2 separate regions of the Zea mays genome follow, and region 2 is linked to region 1. A link is a contact called in public Hi-C data. All regions are on one chromosome and are shown on one strand. The core of a region is the stretch at or near the end of the contact, and the rest is flanking DNA. Distances in the headings are between cores, read along the strand shown. Region 1 holds the start of LOC100502485. Region 2 overlaps LOC103640720 (putative disease resistance protein RGA1).

Evidence for each region. Hi-C and Micro-C count contacts between places; a contact is called where the count stands out from the background.
Region 2: a Hi-C map of tassel shows a contact between it and region 1, with 5 times the contacts expected there. The contact joins the enhancer-like site here to the promoter of LOC100502485 in region 1. A contact is called at or near these places in 3 of 25 Hi-C or Micro-C datasets (ear, endosperm and tassel).

What each region holds. Positions count from the first base shown.
Region 1 is chr10:3,260,534-3,267,888 of Zm-B73-REFERENCE-NAM-5.0, forward strand. LOC100502485 reads left to right here and starts at 4,836. Exons shown (of 3, transcript NM_001196963.1): 1 at 4,836-4,978; 2 at 5,321-5,642; 3 at 5,977-7,145. The coding sequence starts at 4,909. The coding sequence ends at 6,118.
Region 2 is chr10:3,520,488-3,527,842 of Zm-B73-REFERENCE-NAM-5.0, forward strand. LOC103640720 (putative disease resistance protein RGA1) reads right to left here. Exons shown (of 5, transcript XM_008664208.2): 3 at 6,564-6,660; 4 at 6,358-6,415; 5 at 5,842-6,275. Among protein-coding and RNA genes, the nearest start is that of LOC103640719, 8.3 kb to the right of the region's middle. Within about 2 kb of position 3,969, at least 18 of the 20 cell types and tissues checked have an H3K27ac peak or open chromatin away from gene starts, as enhancers often do. A contact at or near this core is called in ear and tassel, where this site is marked.

The DNA of each region.
Region 1 (7,355 bases), core at 3,586-6,085:
TACTGTTGCCTACGCCTTGGTATGCAAAGATGCTTTGATTTCAATTCAAGATATGCAGCATTCTTTGCCTCCTGTTATTACTAACATTTTGCAGGAGTATTCTGATGTATTTCCAAGTGAGATACCAGAGGGGCTGCCACCTATACGAGGGATTGAACACCAAATTGATCTTATTCCTGGTGCATCTGTGCCGAATCGTGCGCCATATAGGACAAATCCAGAGGAAACAAAAGAAATTCAGCGACAAGTGCAAGAACTACTCGACAAAGGTTACGTGCATGAGTCTCTTAGTCCGTGTGCTGTTCCGGTTATTTTAGTGCCTAAAAAAGATGGAACATGGCGTATGTGTGTTGATTGTAGGGCTATTAATAATATCACGATACAGTATCGACACCCTATTCCACGTTTAGATGATATGCTTGATGAATTGAGTGATGCCATTGTCTTTTCTAAAGTTGATTTGCGTAGTGGGTACCACCAGATTCGTATGAAATTGGGAGATGAATGGAAAACTGCTTTCAAAACTAAGTTCGGATTGTATGAGTGGTTAGTCATGCCTTTTGGGTTAACTAATGCACCTAGCACTTTCATGAGATTAATGAACGAGGTTTTGCGTGCCTTCATTGGAAAATTTGTGGTAGTATACTTTGATGACATATTGATCTACAGCAAATCTATGGATGAACATGTTGATCACATGCGTGCTGTTTTTAATGCTTTACGAGATGCACGTTTATTTGGTAACCTTGAGAAGTGCACATTTTGCACCGATCGAGTTTCGTTTCTTGGTTATGTTGTGACTCCACAGGGAATTGAGGTTGATCAAGCCAAGGTAGAAGCGATACATGGATGGCCTATGCCAAAGACTATCACACAGGTGCGGAGTTTCCTAGGACTTGCTGGCTTCTATCGCCGTTTTGTGAAGGACTTTAGCACCATTGCTGCACCTTTTAATGAGCTTACGAAGAAGGGAGTGCATTTTAGTTGGGGCAAAGTACAAGAGCACGCTTTCAACGTGCTGAAAGATAAGTTGACACATGCACCTCTCCTCCAACTTCCTGATTTTAATAAGACTTTTGAGCTTGAATGTGATGCTAGTGGAATTGGATTGGGTGGTGTTTTGTTACAAGAAGGCAAACCTGTTGCATATTTTAGTGAAAAATTGAGTGGGTCTGTTCTAAATTATTCTACTTATGATAAGGAATTATATGCTCTTGTGCGAACATTAGAAACATGGCAGCATTATTTGTGGCCCAAAGAGTTTGTTATTCATTCTGATCATGAATCTTTGAAACATATTCGTAGTCAAGGAAAACTGAACCGTAGACATGCTAAGTGGGTTGAATTTATCGAATCGTTTCCTTATGTTATTAAGCACAAGAAAGGAAAAGAGAATATCATTGCTGACGCTTTGTCTAGGAGATATACTTTGCTGAATCAACTTGACTACAAAATCTTTGGATTAAAGACGATTAAAGACCAATATGTTCATGATGCTGATTTTAAAGATGTGTTGCTGCATTGTAAAGATGGGAAAGGATGGAACAAATATATCGTTAGTGATGGGTTTGTGTTTAGAGCTAACAAGCTATGCATTCCAGCTAGCTCCGTTCGTTTGTTGTTGTTACAGGAAGCACATGGAGGTGGCTTAATGGGACATTTTGGAGCAAAGAAAACGGAGGACATACTTGCTGGTCATTTCTTTTGGCCCAAGATGAGAAGAGATGTGGTGAGATTGGTTGCTCGTTGCACGACATGCCAAAAGGCGAAGTCACGGTTAAATCCACACGGTTTGTATTTGCCTCTACCCGTTCCTAGTGCTCCTTGGGAAGATATTTCTATGGATTTTGTGCTGGGATTGCCTAGGACTAGGAAGGGACGTGATAGTGTGTTTGTGGTTGTTGATAGATTTTCTAAGATGGCACATTTCATACCATGTCATAAAACTGACGATGCTACTCATATTGCTGATTTGTTCTTTCGTGAAATTGTTCGCTTGCATGGTGTGCCCAACACAATCGTTTCTGATCGTGATGCTAAATTTCTTAGTCATTTTTGGAGGACTTTGTGGGCAAAATTGGGGACTAAGCTTTTATTTTCTACTACATGTCATCCTCAAACTGATGGTCAAACTGAAGTTGTGAATAGAACTTTGTCTACTATGTTAAGGGCAGTTCTAAAGAAGAATATTAAGATGTGGGAGGACTGTTTGCCTCATGTTGAATTTGCTTATAATCGATCATTGCATTCTACTACAAAGATGTGCCCATTTCAGATTGTATATGGTTTGTTGCCTCGTGCTCCTATTGATTTAATGCCTTTGCCATCTTCTGAAAAACTAAATTTTGATGCTACTAGGCGTGCTGAATTGATGTTAAAACTGCATGAAACTACTAAAGAAAACATAGAGCGTATGAATGCTAGATATAAGTTTGCTAGTGATAAAGGTAGAAAGGAAATAAATTTTGAACCTGGAGATTTAGTTTGGTTGCATTTGAGAAAGGAAAGGTTTCCTGAATTACGAAAATCTAAATTGTTGCCTCGAGCCGATGGACCGTTTAAAGTGCTAGAGAAAATTAACGACAATGCATATAGGCTAGATCTGCCTGCAGACTTTGGGGTTAGCCCCACATTTAACATTGCAGATTTAAAGCCCTACTTGGGAGAGGAAGTTGAGCTTGAGTCGAGGACGACTCAAATGCAAGAAGGGGAGAATGATGAAGACATCCACACTACTGATGCATCTATACCAATACAAGTACCAATTTCTGGTCCCATTACTCGCGCTCGTGCTCGTCAACTCAACCATCAGGTGATTACACTCTTGAGTTCATGTCCATCATATTTAGACCATGGAGACCCGTGCACTCTTGTTTTGCTTAGGAATCAGGGAGAAGACCGAAAGGGAAAAGGATTTGAACATGCTGGATTCGGACTGCAGAAGAACACCAACTTGTGACGGTCACCACGGTCAGATGCGGGCTCGGATTGGAATGTTCAAGCACAACATGGAAAGCTTATCAAGTCTACTTTCATATGGATCCGGAATTATAGTCATATCTGTTCTGAGGCCGCCGTAATCATTGTTTTCTTACCGAGACATTTCCTGCCTTTTCTGCCTATGGTGCTGCGTCACCCTATTTTGGCCCAATGGGTCGTATATCAAGTTAGGTCCATTAGGGACGCATCCTAGGGTTGCAGCACGACCCCAATACCCTTGTGGTCGTCCTCCCATGTTTATAAACCCCCTAGCCGCCACCAAGAACAGCGGGTTTTGTTTAGATCAAGTTTAGCTCTCGCTACTTGCTTGCAAGCGCGCGTGCTAGTTCAGCCGCCCGTCTTCTTGTCTTCGGAACCCCACCATATTGGAGTTTGATTTTTAAACCTACATTTAGATCTGGTAATTCAGTACTTGTTCTACTTGTTCTTGCTAGTTCTTCGATTGCTTGCAGGACGAGTGCCCTAGTGGCCAGGGTGTCACGCTCCACAAGATCGTGACAGCCATAGGAGGTGGTGTATCGGTTGCTAAGGCGCAGCGTCTTTGGAAGGCTGTAGTCGGGCCGTGAACGTCGTCTCCTCCCCCAATCGAGTTATTCCACACCCTCTCATCGAAAGATCGGGCAATCACCCAACGGGTGCACATCACAAGGAATTCTCCTGGTTCTATGCCTGCTGCTGAACTATCATTTTGCTACTCTCCACCTTGTACTAGGCCTTCGGCTCTAAATCGATGAACTGACTCCAAATTTTGCTAGCTCTAAATGATTAATAGCCTAGACTGGTGCAAAACTAAAACCTTACTGTGGCAGTGAAAGGCATTCTGTTAGGGTGGAATATTATTTTGATCATTAATTATGTGTTAGTTTTGGTAGGTGTCATGCAGAGGAGCATAATACGACACAGAAGGACATGCATCCTGCCATCACAACACAGAAGCATGTGTTCCAATCTGCGGTTACGTGCAATAACTGTAACCTTCTAGGGTAAAATAAACCAGCAACACTAATAATATAGCCGCACGCATGCACTAGTTCCATTTTTTGTTGGAATCAGATGCATTTATTATTTAAGGGTGTTTGTTTGGGATTATAATCTGCCCAGATTATATAATCCAACAATTTTTAAATAGTTCAAAAATTGTTGGATTATATAATCTGGGCAGATTATAATCCCAAACAAACACCCCTTATTGGTGTACAGAGTATCACTTTAATAATTGTTGCAGATTTCATTCTTCCAATGTTTTGTTTATAGTGGACAGTAACTATGCTCCCTTTTTTCTACAGCCACTTTGCAGCAGAGTGCACCTCAAAAGCAATTTGCTAGAACTGCAAAGAGCCTGAGCACATTGCTACCGAGTGCAAGGATGAGGCACTGTGCCACACCTGCATCAAAATAGGTCACTTGGCATGCGATTGCTCTACTTCATGGGCTAACATTTGATAGTTAGAGATTTTGTCGCGCGGTTTGGCATTTGTCATAGTTTGGGATATTTCTATATATTAAAGCTGGACACAAAGCTTACACCATATGTGTCCACGTCGTCTTCTATTTTCCAGAACGCACGATCACATTTCAACGGCAGAAAACGTTTTGTGTTTCCTTTGCCGTAGCTGTCACCGGCTGAACGTGCGACTCAGTCATGGAGTATTCTGGAACCCGAGCATCGCTTCCTCTGCTACAAAGAAAGAAAGAAAAAAGTCCCCTTCTCTACGCTACGACAAAGTGATATGGCCCGTGGTGAAGGACAGAAGGAAGGCAACGACATCGATGCCGACGCTCGCCCTACCGTGTCCTCATCCATGGGCCTCCTCGGACTGTCTCCGTTGGTGCCTGCCGCCAGCTGCGGCGAGTTCGCCGGCTCCCAAGTGGCGTTACTCAGTGTCGGAGTCGGACCCAGCATCCGCGATGAAGAACATCAATTCCAAGAATGTGAAGGCGACCACAACGGTAAAAGACCTTCAAGTCTACTGTCCAGGTGCGTGCACTCTGTCTGTGCTCGAGCTCGAATCGTTTTCTAGGACATCTCGGTACTAATTTCATTCTATCAATGTCTATCCAATTAGAAGAGCAGATGGTCCATATTTATTTATATATATTAAAAATTATTATCAAATAAATAAAGTTACTCTGTTTGTGCTAAGGTAGCTGCTGATTCAGGATTCATCACTCATTGTTATAGTACACGCGCAAGGCACGCGGACTTTACTAGTTTCTATATATTAAACGCGACCGCAAAGCTCACTCCTCGAACTGTCCACGTTAGTGTTTTTAATTTCAGCCGTTCGATTCTCGTCCAACGACTACAGCCATATTTCAGCCAGCGTACAGATACGGATGCCTTTTCGGCTCCTCCAAGCGACGGGAGAGTTCTGGAGGTTGCGACGAGGAGCCTCCGTCACACTCGACGAAAGCCAAAGCAAGTGTAGCCGCAAGGATGCGCTGATGCGCCGTCTGCTGCTGCTGGTGGCTGGTTCCACCCTGGCGTCGCGGCTGCGGGCGTCTTCCAAGTGCGCCACAAGTTCCCCGCCGGAGTTGAAGGGGGCGCCGGTGCCAACACCAACGCCCTTCGTGCCCACGACGGCCGCCGCCACAGCTGTCGACCTCCCGCTCGGCGGCCTCGACCTCCCCACTAACACAAGGTACATGTCGGCCCTCGCTAGCTTCTTTATTTTTTTCAGACTTGATTTAGCTTCTTTACTTTGGAAGATTTATCTGTGGGTGTCCTTGATTTGGTTGGGGGCTTTTTCGTCGCTGTAGAAATGTATGCATGTTCTTAGAATATGCACCTTCCATTCTACATTTCTACTACGTAAATTACCATGTAAATGGATGACCGATCGTTTACTGAGAAGGAAAATAAGCAAGAGTATTTTGCTTACATAAATTACCATACGGAATTACGGATGGCCGTTAGCTAATCTAAAGTAAGAGTATTTTGCTCTTCTTTTTGTGCACCTTTTTCTCCCCTCTCAGGTGTTTGGATGGATGCATGATGCATCCCTCTTTCTTGCCACCCTCCTACATGTCGGTCCACTGTTTTTCAGAGTTCACTCTTTTGAAAAAAGGTATAATCAACGTATTCCTCTACACTTTTTCATCCATGCAACTTTTTTAATGTATGTACGTGCTATGCATATTATCAATATAATAATAAGTAGAACTTAAATGCATCTAATACACATAAGAAAACTTTCAGCTTTAAGTTGGTCCATTGTACAGAAACGACACAACTAATTTTTCAGAGTTCATCCTTTTGAAAAAAGGTATAATCAAAATATTCCTCTATACCTTTTCATCCATGCACTTTTTTAGAGATCCAACACTTATAAAAATACCATATAATTTAAAAATGAGTATATTTTATAGAATTTAGGGCACCAACAAAACATTCTGTTCCAACAGTAAAGTCTCAAGTCTAGATTATAGGGCAGCCCACTCTAGTGTAATATATTTGAGACACTTGAGAGAGTGTCCTATAATTTTTTGACCAATTTTTATAAAATGAGACACTGTTCAAGTAGTTTTTCCTACATAAAGTCTCATATTTCAATTTGAGTCATTGTTGGAGATGGTCTTAGTGTCTGTACGTGCTATACATATTATCAATAATAATAATAATAATAATAATAATAATAACAACAACAATAATAATAATAATAATAATAATAATAATAATAATAATAATAATAATAATAATAATAATAATTTGAACCCAAATGCATCTAATACACATAAAATAATATCAGCTTTAATTGTACTACACTTAAGATCGTTGACCTGCAACTTTGGATGTTGTCTCTGTGTGTATATTTATGTGTATACGCATCATTGTCTTCCTTTGTTCCCACTCTACCTCAAGATAAATATCACAAATCTAATTTGGTCCTTCTTAGTTGTGTAGCTTCAGAAACTCATTACATTTTTTTCGAACTTATCGTTATTTTATAGTCACTAAGATCATTATTTATGGCTTTGGTGCATGTATATATCCACTTCTCTACGTGTATGTATTCATATATAATTTTACTTCTGTATATCTACTACATAGATCTTTTAACTGTGCAGACATATCGATCAAATACTCGCGCTCGCGTTGGCGCGAGTTAGTTACTAGTTTCCAAAATACTACAGAAAAAGACAAGATAATATGCGTGTCGTTATTTTGTTTGTGATTGCCTTCCTTTATCTGAATATTTCGCATTAATAATAAATGGTTCCCTTTAATGTACAATACAATTTGAGATGATCTTGTACATTAGTGATTGGTACGGCGCTCGATAGGGCGCACCCTTTTCTAGTATAATAATAAAGACATGTACATTCGAAAGCTCTTAGTTGACATGAAATAATAT
Region 2 (7,355 bases), core at 2,719-5,218, 260 kb after region 1:
GGTTACAAGCGTCCACGTGGGAGAGGGAGGGAGCGGCCTCACGCGAGCGACTGTCTCGTCCTCGTCCCCGCGTGGCCAACCCTCTGTAAGAGGGCCCTGGTCCTTCCTTTTATAGGCGTAAGGAGAGGACCCAGGTGTACAATGGAGGGTGTAGCAGAGTGCTACGTGTCTAGCGGAGGAGAGCTAGCGCCCTAAGTACATGCCGTCGTGGCAGCCGGAGAGGTTTTGGCACCCGGTTCGTGTGGTGACGTGGCCGTCGGAGGAGCGCTGGAGCCTGGCGGAAGGACAGCTGTCGGGGCTGTCGAGTCCTTGCTGACGTCCTCTTGCTTCCGTAAGGGGGCTGAGAGCCGCCGTCGTTAGGGAGCGTGCGAGGCGCCATCATTGCCTATCTGGCGGAGCGAGCCAGATGGGACGCCGGTCTTGTTCCCCGTAGCCTGAGTCAGCTTGGGGTAGGGTAATGATGGCGCCTCCTGTCGACGTGGTCGGTCCGCGCCCTAGGTTGGGCGATGTGGAGGCTCCTCCGAGGTCGAGGTCGAGTCTGTCTTCCGTGGCCGTGGTCGAGTCCGAGCCCCTGGGTCGGGCGAGGCGGAGACCGTCGGCTGAGGCCAGGGCTGAGTCCGAGCCCTGGGGTCGGGCGAAGCGGAGTTCGTCGTCTTCTGGGGCTGAGCCCAAATCCGAGCCCTAGGTCGGGCGGAGCGGAGTTCGTCGTCTTCTGGGGCTGAGCCCAAGTCCGAGCACTGGGTCGGGCGAGGCGGAGTTCGTCGTCTTCCGGGGCAGAGCCCGAGTCCGAGCCCTGGGGTCGGGCGAGGCGGAGTTCGTCGTCTTCCGGGGCAGAGCCCGAGTCCGAGCCCTGGGGTCGGGCGAGGCGGAGTTCGTCGTCTTCCGGGGCTGAGCCCGAGTCCGAGCCATGGGGTCGGGCGAGGCGGAGTTCGTCGTCTTCCGGAGCTGAGCCCGAGTCCGAGCCCTGGGGTCGGGCGAGGCGGAGCTTCCTATGGCGCTCGAGGCCGGACTTGGCTGCTGTCAGCCTCACTCTGTCGAGTGGCACAACAGTCGGAGCGGCGCAGGCGGCGCTGTCCTCTTGTCAGGCCGGTCAGTGGAGCGGCAAAGTGACTGCGGTCACTTCGGCTCTGTCGACTGAAGGGCGCGCGTCAGGATAAGGTGTCAGGCCACCTTTGCATTAAATGCTCCTGCGATACGGTCGGTCGGCGTGGCGACTTGGCCAAGGTTGCTTCTTGGCAAAGACTGGGCCTCGATCGAACCGAAGGTGTGTCCGTTGCTCGAGGGGGTCCTCGGGCGAGACGTAAATCCTCCGGGGTCGGCTGCCCTTGCCCGAGGCTGGGCTCGGGCGAGGCGAGGTCGTGTCCCTTGAGTGGACCGAGCCTTGACTTAATTGTACCCATCAGACCTTTGCAGCTTTGTGCTGATGAGGGTTACCAGCTGAGATTAGGAGTCTTGAGGGTACCCCTAATTATGGTCCCCGACAATATGAAAGTGTGGAATGAAGTGTGGTTTTAATAAATATATGGGCCTTTTCGTGCCTCTATATGGGCCTTTTCGTGCCTGCCTTAAACGGGCCGTGCTCGTGCCCGCCCATGGGTCGTGACCTCGGCACAAACCCGGCCCGATATAACGGGTCGTGCCGGCCCGACACTAAATTATTTCGGGTCGTGCCGTGCTTGGGCCGTGCTTTTTTTCCGTGCTTCGGGCCGGCCCATCAGGCCCGGCCCAAATGTACACCTATACCTGTACCCACAAGTCGTGTTACCCATCTGCCAAGTGATCGCGACTCCCATACACCTCTACCAAGGAAGCGAGGCAGGGCAACAATACGAGACCTTTACAAAGTTCCACTAGCTTCCAAAAACCCGCTATAGTTTATGGGAAGAGCACTTGCAATCCCCCGTTTGACCGCCATCGCAGCAAAATCAACCCGAGAACCTCCTTGCATGCAACTCCCCTACTGCCCTTGCCCCTTTCGGGTAAGATAGTCTTCCACTAGCTTTCCTAATTAGTCAGCCAAGGGCGTCCCATTCCACCTTGTGGCGGCACGTGTTTCTCAAGTTAAGCTCCATGTTCCAATTAACATTAATGATCTTGACATGAACATAAATAGAATAACAAAATAATTGGAAAATGGATATAATGAAATATTATCCCAAAACCATGTAAAGCAATAGCAAAACTACCTAAGTGATTCAGGGATAACAAGGTAAAATGGATAAACAGACTAGGGTGACCTATTGGGTCCCATCAAAATTAAACCTATACATGAATAATGACATTAAAGAATATTATTGGGTATAAACGTGGTCAACGGCACAACTTGCCTCGGACTTGACATTCTAGTTAACAGGGTGATTCTTCAGATCCTCATGACCTCACTGCTAGTCGTAGCAATACAAACAAACATGGTATATACAAAATTAACATCACAACAAACATAAGAAAAAACTGAATAATAATGATCTACGCGAAGCTACGAGATCGTGAGAACGAGAACCACTAAAATCGGAGTTACGGTTAAGGAGTTATGATTTTTATAAAAGATCTATGTGATTTAAATATTAAACCATATTATAATTTGGTTAGTATAGATATATGAAAGGTCATTCTATAAATAATTATCTCAACTTAAATCTAAGTTAGAAATTGATCATAGATCATATTTTAGTAGATTATAATGCTAAGCACATTAACAAGTCTAACCAACATAAATTAAATAAAGATCTAAATAGAAAAGAATGAGACATGGTATACTCAATATTGTTACTGCGTAGTAAATACTTATATAAAACTAACGCAACTGGAATGAATCAAATCGGAATTCAAACGGAGGAGCTACGAATTTCCTAGGTTTTATGTACTTGATATAAGATTAATTAGGAAATAAATTTAAAGTGGATTTCATGTCAAATCAGTATCACTATTTGATAAACAATAATATTATAAAATTATAGGAATTGGAATGAATTAACTTGAGCTAGAATGGATTTTCTATGAATTAACTAAATTTCTGGAATTATTTTAACACTAAAAATCATTTTCTAATTGACTTTCTGAATTTCCTATGATTCTGGACCGCGCCGCATATTTTCTAAAAGATCAGGGGTCAGATTAAAACAAAAAGGACTCAGTTGTAATGATCTGTATATTATTGAGGATGACGGGTTGGTTTCCCCAAAACCCAGGGGCTTATTTGCCAAATTGCTCGGCTGAAGGGGTATCCAAACGTTTGGGCCGTTGGATCCATGTCCGATGGTTCGGATTAGATTGGGCGCTTTATGAACCGGTACGTGTGATTGACCGCACGATCATGATCCAGTGGTCTAGATCTTATCAATCCAAGTCTAATCGCACACGTTCACAGCCAATCCAAGGGACGTGGATCACCAAGCCGAATCGCTACATCCCCTCTAATCTCCATCGTTCCCGTGCAATCTGACGGCTATCCACGCATCTCACTCCGGCGAGAGTTGGCAGCCGCGCCGCCGGTCCCCTTGACGGCGACCTCACCGGAGACGTTCGAATTAACGCCACAAAGCGCAAAAACTTAATCAAGAACTGCTACGCGATGACTAGAGGACGGTGAGTTGAGTGGAGGATCATACCGGGCTTTCGGGGCAATGGACAGATTGGTTCACGGCGATAGAAGGCTTCTCGGCGGCGGAGAGCGTGGTTGAGGAACCCCACGGCCTCCCAGCTTTAGATCCCGAGTGCCCAAACCCGCACGGACACGGTACGGCACGGTGATTCCCCACGCAGTCTGCTGGCGCCCGGTGTCTGCATGGACGGCGGATGGTCGACGGCGGCCTGTTGTCCCGTATGGTGATGTCCGCCGGCGGCACAAATTCGCGCGATGTGGACAAGGGTGTATGCGGTTAAGGGGGGGTGGAATAACCAGGCGCAGGTCTTATAACCGCGGCGCAGCTGGTGGTCCGGCTGCCGTCACCGAACTACGCGGATTCGGCGGTTAAGGGCGGGCCCGCATAACAGGGTCGCGGCGCGCAGAGGCTAGTGGGCCTCGCGGACGAGGGAGCGAGGTGGGCTAGAAGCGAAAATGAGCCCAGGTGCACGTTTACACTTTTCTTTTTATTTTTCTGTTTTCTTTTTATTTTTGCTTCTCAAATTTAAATTCAGTTTCGGTTGTGAGATTTATACTTGAGTTAAATGCCTACATTCAAATATCATTAGGGATAGAATATTTTATTCATATATATTTTCTTTATATTTATTTAGCACTTCCCTTCTCCTTTTACACCATTTGTTTTCTTTATATTTCCTAAGTGGTAAATTTGGTCTTAATTGCAAATTTGTGCACTAACATGTTTTCCATTAATATTATATTTATTATTTATAGATGCAACAACACATAAACTCCAACATGGCGCACATTTTATTTGAAGAATTATTTACTTTAAATAGGTTTCTTAATAGTTCTCATGAATGAAGATGCATTACACGTAAAGGTTTATTCCTCTTTTTCATATTCCAAAGTTGGATATTACAGTTGCGTTCCGTGTAATAGTGGCTCCTTTGAATGCAGTTTTGGCTGATCATGCTGGAATACAATTCCCATCTGGGGCTATGTTCGGTTAGCTCGTTCCCGGGCGGGATCAAGAACATATCCTCGTGGATCGCTTACGCCTGGAAAGAATCCTGGCTCACAAGAAAATATGCGTTCGGTTAAGCCCCACCTGAACTGCACCTCGGTTGATCCCGTTCATTTCTCGTCGCCCTCGTCTGGGAATGACGCCCGATCCTTGGTGGGTGGAAAATATCCCGGGCGCATGCGAAGGAACGGTGGGGCTTGCTAAAAAACGTTTCTGGTTACATCTACTCCCGAAGGGAGTATTTAGGGACTGTTTGGTTCACTTTTTTCTGACCAGTTTTTTTTTTAGAATCTAGCTGTGAAGAGAGTCAGAGGTAGATCTAGGGGGTTTGTCGGGGTCAACCGACCCCGATAAAATTTATAAATCCTTTAGCAAAACACCATTAAAGTTCAAAACAATTATATTATATAGGAAAACTAACTCTGATTACCGCGACAATATTCTAGGCTAGATTCTCCACTGGGGCGATTTTTGCGGTGGAGAGAATCTAAGTATCGTTGTGATTACGTGCGGAGGAAGACAAAGGTATCTATAGGGTTCAGGATCTAGAAAGTGACGGATTCTTACTATTGCAATGACTCAACCGATTATACGTTTATGTTAATTTTAGATGTTTTTTACCAAATCAATTTTTATAGAAGCTGACTGAAAAGTTGATCGTTTGACAGTCTATGTTTGACAGTCTATAGTAGATTTTGTTGGCAAGAAGAAAAAAAAGCTGGTGGCCAAAAAAAAAACTAAAACAAACAGGGCCTTAGATGATTGAGTGGTGCAACTGAACGTTTGTTATATAAATTTAGTAATAGTGCTACCGAGTTGCATCCATATATTTTGGAAAAAGTCTACATAACCTCCTGAACTATGGATGGTGTCCACTTCACCTCCTCACCTATAAAACCACTAGGTATTCTATTCTTAAGGGCTAGTTTGACAACACCAATTTTTTAAGAGATTCTCATTTTCCCAAGAAAAAAATGAACTAATTCTTTGGAAAAATGAAAATCCCTTGAAAAAAGTTGCCAAATTAGCCCTAAACTATTAAAATTAGTCCAAATAACCTTCCGAAGCGGTTTCACTGATATGTCATTTTGAAAAGTCTACATAACTCTCTAATATATCAAGGATCTATATTGTTAGCAGAATCGGTAGACAAAACAAAGTAGATCAACCAACAAAATACAGAGCACGACACAGATTTACGTGGAAACCCTTCAATGCAAAAGGAAAAACATAGGCACCAACCAAGCGAAACCTTCACTATAATATGGAATGTTTACAGAACGTAGTCTTGCAAGAGGAGTAAAACTAATGACGCAGTAGAAACCCTAATTAGGGTCAACAATATATTTTTGAGCTCAGGTCAAACCCCATCTATAACCATATTCATTTGATTATGCTAATCAGTTTTTAAGGCCTGCTACCAACCTGTTCTACACTATTGTCACAACTATGAAAATGTGGCATAAACACCCAAATTCAATGCAGTACAAGGCCACCGTCGACAGTGAGGGTGCTACCTTTACAATATATCACTGGTATGAATTCCATGAACTTAGATTTGGATACCAAAATTAATTCTCGGAAAAATGAACTTGATTCATTCAGCGACAAGGGATTGATCATTCTTGGTGATAAACTCGGCAGAATTCTGCTCAGCCCATACAGCTGCGTCAGGTACCCCGTACGTACAACAGTCAGCAATAGACCATGGAATTAAAGTACGTACAAGTTGAAAAAACTGAGTCACCTGTCTTGGGCTAGCCCTGTTCTCTGGATTGGCTGGTTGGAAAAGCCCATATTCAGACCTACAATTGTAGGCAGATAAGTAATGAGCATTGAGCGCTACACAACAACCAGATAGTATGGTACAATATGTTGTGTTTCTAATATGATTTGGCCAGGCATATGCATCAAGATTAAGCATCAGAATTGCAGAAACCAAAAGGTGCATACTGTTTCTGCAGCAGAAGTGGGCGGCATAAACAATGTAGGGCCCCCATAAATGCAGAGCCTATTATGGACGCAGGTAGCTGGCCTGGGTGCTAAGTACCTGAAACGAGAAGAAAATGGTTATTTAACTCTTGTAATCAAAAGAAAACTACATATATAAATGGATAGGAAAGAACATGGATGCTGATCTTTAACCAGGAATAAAGGAGGATGTAGACTTTTTCCTATATTCTACAGTTTGATCAGCAGAAGAAAACTTTTTCGCAACTGAACGATTGCCAGATATTCTCAAACTTGACTCTTGAAACTATGCCAATCATTTTAGTTTGTCACATTTAATCTTGAAGTTTTTTTTTTGCCACATTTAGTCTATAAAACCGCAAGATGAAACTATGCACTGACAATAATACTTTCATCCATCAGTCTCCGAACTTGTAAAGTTGCTGCGACATTATTGAAAACCGTAAGATGAAACACTCAACTGAAGCTAGCTTTAGAGCATAGTTTTTAAGGCGTCCGTAAGGCGACACTTAAGTGTCGCCTAAGCGGTAAGGCAAGGGTGGCTCGTCTTGCCTAAGAGCTCACTTTAGCCCTCCTAGGCGGTAAGGCGATGGTGGCTTGCCTCATCTTGCCTTACCGCCTTAAAAACTATGCTTTAGAGTTAACAGTGCACTGTTCATAGAAGAAAATACCTAAACCAGCCATCGGAGTCACCTCATAGTTCGAAATTACAGCATGGGTTGGTCATATTTATGGCCCCTAGGTACAAAATTCAACTCAGCATATGGGCAAGGG